2 separate regions of the Mus musculus genome follow, and region 2 is linked to region 1. Evidence: chromatin contacts called from public Hi-C data. All regions are on one chromosome and are shown on one strand. The core of a region is the stretch at or near the end of the contact, and the rest is flanking DNA. Distances in the headings are between cores, read along the strand shown.

Region 1 (3,002 bases), core at 286-2,785:
AGGCCCTTCTTGGATCTGTGAGAGCAGAGCCTTCGGCTCGGAGAGCTGACGGTGACGGGGAGGCCTCCTCAGTCTGTCCTCCAGCTGGTCGTATCCCATCTTCACCTGACAAGGACAGGGTGTGCCTCCTGCACTCCTGCACTGTACACAAAGGGACTCAGGTGCCACCGGAGGGCCACTAGGACTATGGATGGATGAAAGAGTAAAACAGAGGTCAGGGAGCTTCTAAAAGGTCACTTTACCCACTGTTCATACTGTCAGTTGGATTGGGAATTCAGTCCACCTCCCACCTAGCCCATACTACCCTGGCTAGGAGAACTCTCAAAGTGTTCATCTTGTTTCAAATTGGAGGCCAGGATGGGCTGTCTCTCCCTTGAGGCAGCTCTGCAGCCTCTTCCCTCTTCCTCGTCAATCTTCCAGGGTGGGGAACTCATGGAGGTGACTGCTGGAAGGGGTCCCCTAGTGAGGATAATGGCGACAGCTGGCCTGCAGATGCAATGTCTGGGGACTGGGGGGAGGAGAGTTGGGGGGGGGGGAGAGGTATGAGGAGGGGGAGGGCGGTCTTTCTAACTCCCATAGCTTACATTTCAGAAAGAAGTGAAGCGGCCACCCTGGGTGTGATGACTCAGATCTGGATCACTAGGACTTTGTCTAGCTCTGAGATCCAAGTGTGGGTGTGTGGGTGTATAAGTGTGTGTACACAAACACATGCTCACACATGTGCACACAACTCCCTGGAGAACTATCAGAATGGTGGGAATGATCTTCTATCCCATCTCATGCATTTCAGCCTGAAATATGAGCAGAATAGTCTAGAAATCTCTTCTGATTTCCCCAAACCAGCAGGTACGACAAGGTGACAAGAAGAAAGGTTTGGTACCATAGAATCTGGCAAGTTAAAGTTGGCGAGTGTTGGGGCTGGCGAGGTGGCTTGGTGGTTAAGAGCACTGATTGATCTTCCAGAGGACTGGGGTTCGATTCCCAGCGTCAACATGGCAAGTGCCTGGGATCTGACACCCCCTACTCCCAAGAATGTAGACAAAAACACCAATGCACATAAAATAAAATTAAATAAATTATTTTTTAAAATGTGGAGACTGTTGTACCTCTCCCAGGAGAGTCTTTTCTGGACTCAGTGGCTCTTCTCCTCCAGAAGGAACTGGCTGATTTCACCATCCAGCTTAGAGCACGTTCCTTATGACACGTGCCAGTGATGGATTGGTCACTGAAGATAGTCTAGTCCCCAAAGAAGAGCTTGCTCTAAGCCACGTGCACCCTGAGTCCTGCAGTCTAGTTTCTTTGGTGTGAGTCCCAGAACCAATGACCTCAGGCTCAGGGCCAGAAAATATGTGTTGGCGCCCATCCATCTCCTGCCCACTGCCAGGCTGGGGCTCTTGGCTCTGCTGCCTGACAGCTGGGAAGGGAGGGGCTTAGCTTGGCATTCATTCTTAACACTGGTGTTCCCATCGCTGCTGGGGTTCACTGGGAGAGAGACTAAGTGCCAGCACAACAGATTTGTTTCCTTTTCCTTCTGATGACTCATTTTTTACCTAGAGAATAGGGCAGGGGTAACGGGTTGGTCTTGGCTTTGGCGTAGACTAGCTCCATGCCTTGGTGCATGGCCAGGGGCCTTTTCCAATGAAGTCTCTTCCTTTTCCAGGAGAGGCCATATTCTTGTATGAGCCAAAGGAGAGGCACAGATGTCAGCGTGGGTGAGAGAGCTCCAAGTCCAGCTCATTACGTCTACATCTACCATTCAGGGCCAGAGCTGTGGGGGAGGCTGGGCTTTCCTACCGGACACTGATGCTAGCAAGGCTGAAAGTTTCCCTTGTGGACTGGGCTTCGAGGCACCATGGAGCAGTGTACTCCACTGCCTTGCCGTTCATCTCCTTGTCCAACCACACATCCATCTATCATCTATCCATTTGTCCACCCACCTATCTACCCATCCTCCCACTCATTCATCCATCTACCAGTTCATTCATCTACCCAGCTATCTTACCACTCAAGCATTTACCCATCCATCTTCTCCATCATTTAGTGACTCTTCAGGAGCCTCATCTTGGCAACATGGCTCAGAGGTCAAGGGTAATGTCTTAGTGAGGGTTTCTATTGCTGTGAAGAGACACCATGACCGCTGCAACTCTTATAAAGGAAAACATTTCATTGGGGCTGGCTTACAGTTCAGAGGTTTAGTCTGTTATCATCGCTGCAGGAAGCATGCGGGCAAACATGGTGCTGGGGAGGTAGCTGAGAGTTCTACATCTGGATTGGCAGAGGGAAAAGAGAGTAACAGTAGGCCTGGCTTGAGCATCTGAAACTTCAAAATCCACCTACAGTGACATATCCTCCAACAAGGCCGCACCTCCTAATAGTACCACTCCCTGTTGGCCTATAGAAGCTATCTTCATTCAAACCACCACTGGTAGCTTCCACGTGCTTGATTTAATGGTTCTGAAGTATTTGTGTGGCTCCATTAGTGGGGAGTGGCATTGAGGCAGAGGGAGTGGGTGACGAGGCCTGTCTCACCTTGAAAGGCTATAGTGTTGGTCAGTCCCACAGGACACCTGTTTGCATTTGATAGGAACATGTCTTGATAGGAACATGACTTCATGGGGAGCTGCAGAGACAGCAGAATCACAGGGATACCTCCTGGAGCTGGGTTTTGGTAAACAAACAAACAAACAAACAGCAAAACAAAACAAAAGAATAACCAATAGTATCTGGAGGTAAAGTCTTTACCTCTCAGGGTGCAGTTATCAAACACCACACAACAAAATCATTTCATGCTATATCCTTGGCAGATGTGTGTGCCTGTATTTTCAAAACCCAGTGCTTATTCCAGCTGTGTTCCTCAGAAACACAATCCAAGCCCACAGAGAATGAAAACGAGAACGCCCATAGGACAGAATGCGAGGTGCTCCGAGCTCCCCCTGGAGTTAGAGAGAAAGCTAGCTCACATCTTTTGTTCCGACCCTGCATTCCTCTGGAAGGGCTGTTTC
Region 2 (2,986 bases), core at 259-2,758, 180 kb after region 1:
ACGCTGACACCATTGCATACACTAGCAAGATTTTATCGAAAGGACCCAGATGTAGCTGTCTCTTGTGAGACTATGCCGGGGCCTAGCAAACACAGAAGTGGATGCTCACAGTCAGCTAATGGATGGATCACAGGGCTCCCAATGGAGGGGCTAGAGAAAGTACCCAAGGAGCTAAAGGGATCTGCAACCCTATAGGCAGAACAACATAATGAACTAACCAGTATCCCGGAGCTCTTGACTCTAGCTGCATATGTATCAAAAGATGGCCTAGTCGGCCATCACTGGAAAGAGAGGCCCATTGGACACGCAAACTTTATATGCCCCAGTACAGGGTAACGCCAGGGCCAAAAAGGGGGAGTGGGTGGGTAGGGGAGTGGGGGTGGGTGGCTATGGGGGACTTTTGGTATAGCATTGGAAATGTAAATGAGCTAAATACCTAATTAAAAATGGAAAAAAAACAGATATTCATATGAGAGAATAATTGTATTTTATTGTGGTATCATACATGCATTTTGAAGACAATACAAGATGAAGCTCACATTTAAACAGAAGCCCTAACTGAAAGCACAAAGCTTCTAAGAGAAAAACATGAGATAATATTATTTCAATATTGGGAGACATAAAGATCTTATATGTATTCTACAGTATGTTAACCATAAGACATAGAATAGATAAATTTGATTTTATTGAAAATTCATTTATAAAAGGTATCACTAGGAAAATGAAAACCATATCACAGATTGGGATTAAATCTTTCCAGCCCATCTATCTATTGATATACTTGTATCCAGAGTATGTCAATCATTTCACTAATCACAAATATCTGAGTTTAAAGACTGAGCAGAGCCTCAATTCACAAGAAGGAGAAGAGGAGGAGGAGGAGGAGGAGGAGGAGGAGGAGGAGGAGAAGAAGAAGAAGAAGAAGAAGAAGAAGAAGAAGAAGAAGCAGCAGCAGCAGCAGCAGCAGCAGCAGCAGCAGCAGAAGCATCTAGCTGTGTCTCATTGCAGTACACACAAAGCCAGACTGTTGGTCATTGAGGTAACTGAGACTCCCATATACTGCTGGTATAAGCTGAAAATGCCACTATTACTGTGCAGGTTTATTTGTTGATGTTAAAAAATATGTTTACTTCTTGACCTTGCAATTAAAGCCCGTTTATAGCTAGATGAAAATACATGTCTGCACACAGACCTTTACAAGGCTGCCCTTTAGGTGGCTTTATTCACATTTGTTTCCAACGGGTGACAACCCAGGTCTGTCTCCAGGTAAATGAATATCAATCTTTGCTACTGATTTATTTAACAACATGGACAATGAGGAGGGAAAATGACAGACAGAAAAGAGGACATTCTGTCTGGTTCTACTTATGTGAAAATGAGCAAACAACACAGTTCTAGGATTTAAAAAAAAAAATTAGAGCAGTGTTTGCCTCTGGGGAGGTGAACAGGCACTAGCCTGGCAAGGGTAGGAGAAACTCACTAGTCTACAGAAATACTGCGATTGGCAGTGTGCACTGGTGTGCACATTTGCCAGACCTCATTAAATATAAAATCTGTGCCTTGTGCATGTAGGAATCTTTCCAAGGAGGCCCTCATTATATCTGCCTCTTGGTTTTCACAACCCCATAGCAGGACCAGATTTGCTCTGCGTGACCCAACATTACTGCAGAAGTGGTGTTGTGACCTTGGAGCTGGCTTTGAGCCACCCTGTGGCTTCTGCCTTGGTCTCGTTTTCATGATCTTTTTTTTTTTGGATAGCTTGTTCTGGAGAAGTTGACTGCCCTGTCTTCGGCACGTCAAGGAGTCTAGCAAGAGAAGCTTAACACACACTCCAACAACCAGTGAGGCTCTGGGGCCTCCCAACCACTCAAGCAGGGATCTGGGGAATGGCTATTCTAGTCCTCAAATGACTGATGGCTCACACACCTTCATGCCGCTCCTGGAAGACATTCTCCCGGAGCCATCCAGCTAAACTGCTTCCAGAGTCTCAGCCCCAGAAACTGTGTGTATTGAAAAAAAGCTGCAAAATTTTGGCAGTAGGTAACTGATATGCTTTATATGTAAAATGTGTTTTAATTTGAAATATTAGAAAGATAAATCAGATAAGAATATATAGTGTTGGTGTATCTTTTTTGAGAGCAATATCGGATCACTTGACCACAGTGATTTGGTATATTAAGTAGGGTTATCTCAAAGATCAGGATCAATATTATAAAAGGAGACATACTACAGACTTGCACAGCCAGGCTGTAATAATGTCTGTATGCTGGGGAGGCTGAGAAGCCAGCAGCGCTCAGTCCAGTCCAGTGCTGGATGCCTGGAAGTTCCCCCAGGAGTTGCTGATTATGGGCTGAAGAGGTTGGAGTGTAATGTAAATAGTGGAAGTGGCGGCAGAGATGGGCACATGGGCTCAGGAGGGAGTGCAGGCAGGTGGGCAGCACTGCTTCCCCCCCCCCCAGCTGTCTTATATCTGACTCTCTGTTGATGATGCTGCCCACGTTGAGGGCAGCTCTTCCCTCCTCTCAGTTGATCCTCTCTGGAAAGACACTCGGAAGTGCCCATAGGTCTCCTAGGTGACCCCAAATCCCATCCCATCAAGTGGGCAGCATCAACCTCACATTGGGGTAATCTGACTATTACTATGCATCTTTCAATTTCTTCTAAGTGTTGTAGGGTGCAAAACAAAAGGTTTTAATAAAAGCAAACTGTTGGAAATATGTTTTTCCCTGTGCTCAATCAGAGACCTATACCACCCAATGTCTGAATATAGAGAGTCATAAGCTTGGTATCTTGAGGTTTTTGTCTTATATTTTCATTTAGTATATGTTTTAAGTGTATGAGGGCTTTGTACTTGTCTGAGTGTTACATGTATGCAGTTTCTATAGAAGCCAGAAGAGGGCAGAGGTTGCTCTGGAATTGGAATTCTAGATAGTTGTGAGCCACCATGCGGATGCTGGGAGCTGAACGTGGGTCCTCTTAAAAAACA

The links. A called contact is a pair of places that touch in the nucleus more often than the background predicts.
Region 2: a contact with region 1 is called in a Hi-C map of cerebellar granule neurons, with 2.3 times the contacts expected there. The contact joins two enhancer-like sites. A contact is called at or near these places in 9 of 484 Hi-C or Micro-C datasets (8-cell embryo, cerebellar granule neurons, cerebellum and 2 more) and 1 of 9 other capture datasets (embryonic stem cells).

Annotation. Positions count from the first base shown.
Region 1 is chr4:33,523,291-33,526,292 of GRCm38.p6, forward strand. No RefSeq gene overlaps it. Among named protein-coding and RNA genes, the nearest start is that of Gm52726, 15 kb to the left of the region's middle. Within about 2 kb of position 1,536, at least 35 of the 459 cell types and tissues checked have an H3K27ac peak or open chromatin away from gene starts, as enhancers often do. A contact at or near this core is called in cerebellar granule neurons and cerebellum, where this site is marked.
Region 2 is chr4:33,700,638-33,703,623 of GRCm38.p6, forward strand. No RefSeq gene overlaps it. Among named protein-coding and RNA genes, the nearest start is that of Gm33059, 79 kb to the right of the region's middle. Within about 2 kb of position 1,509, at least 8 of the 459 cell types and tissues checked have an H3K27ac peak or open chromatin away from gene starts, as enhancers often do. A contact at or near this core is called in cerebellar granule neurons and cerebellum, where this site is marked.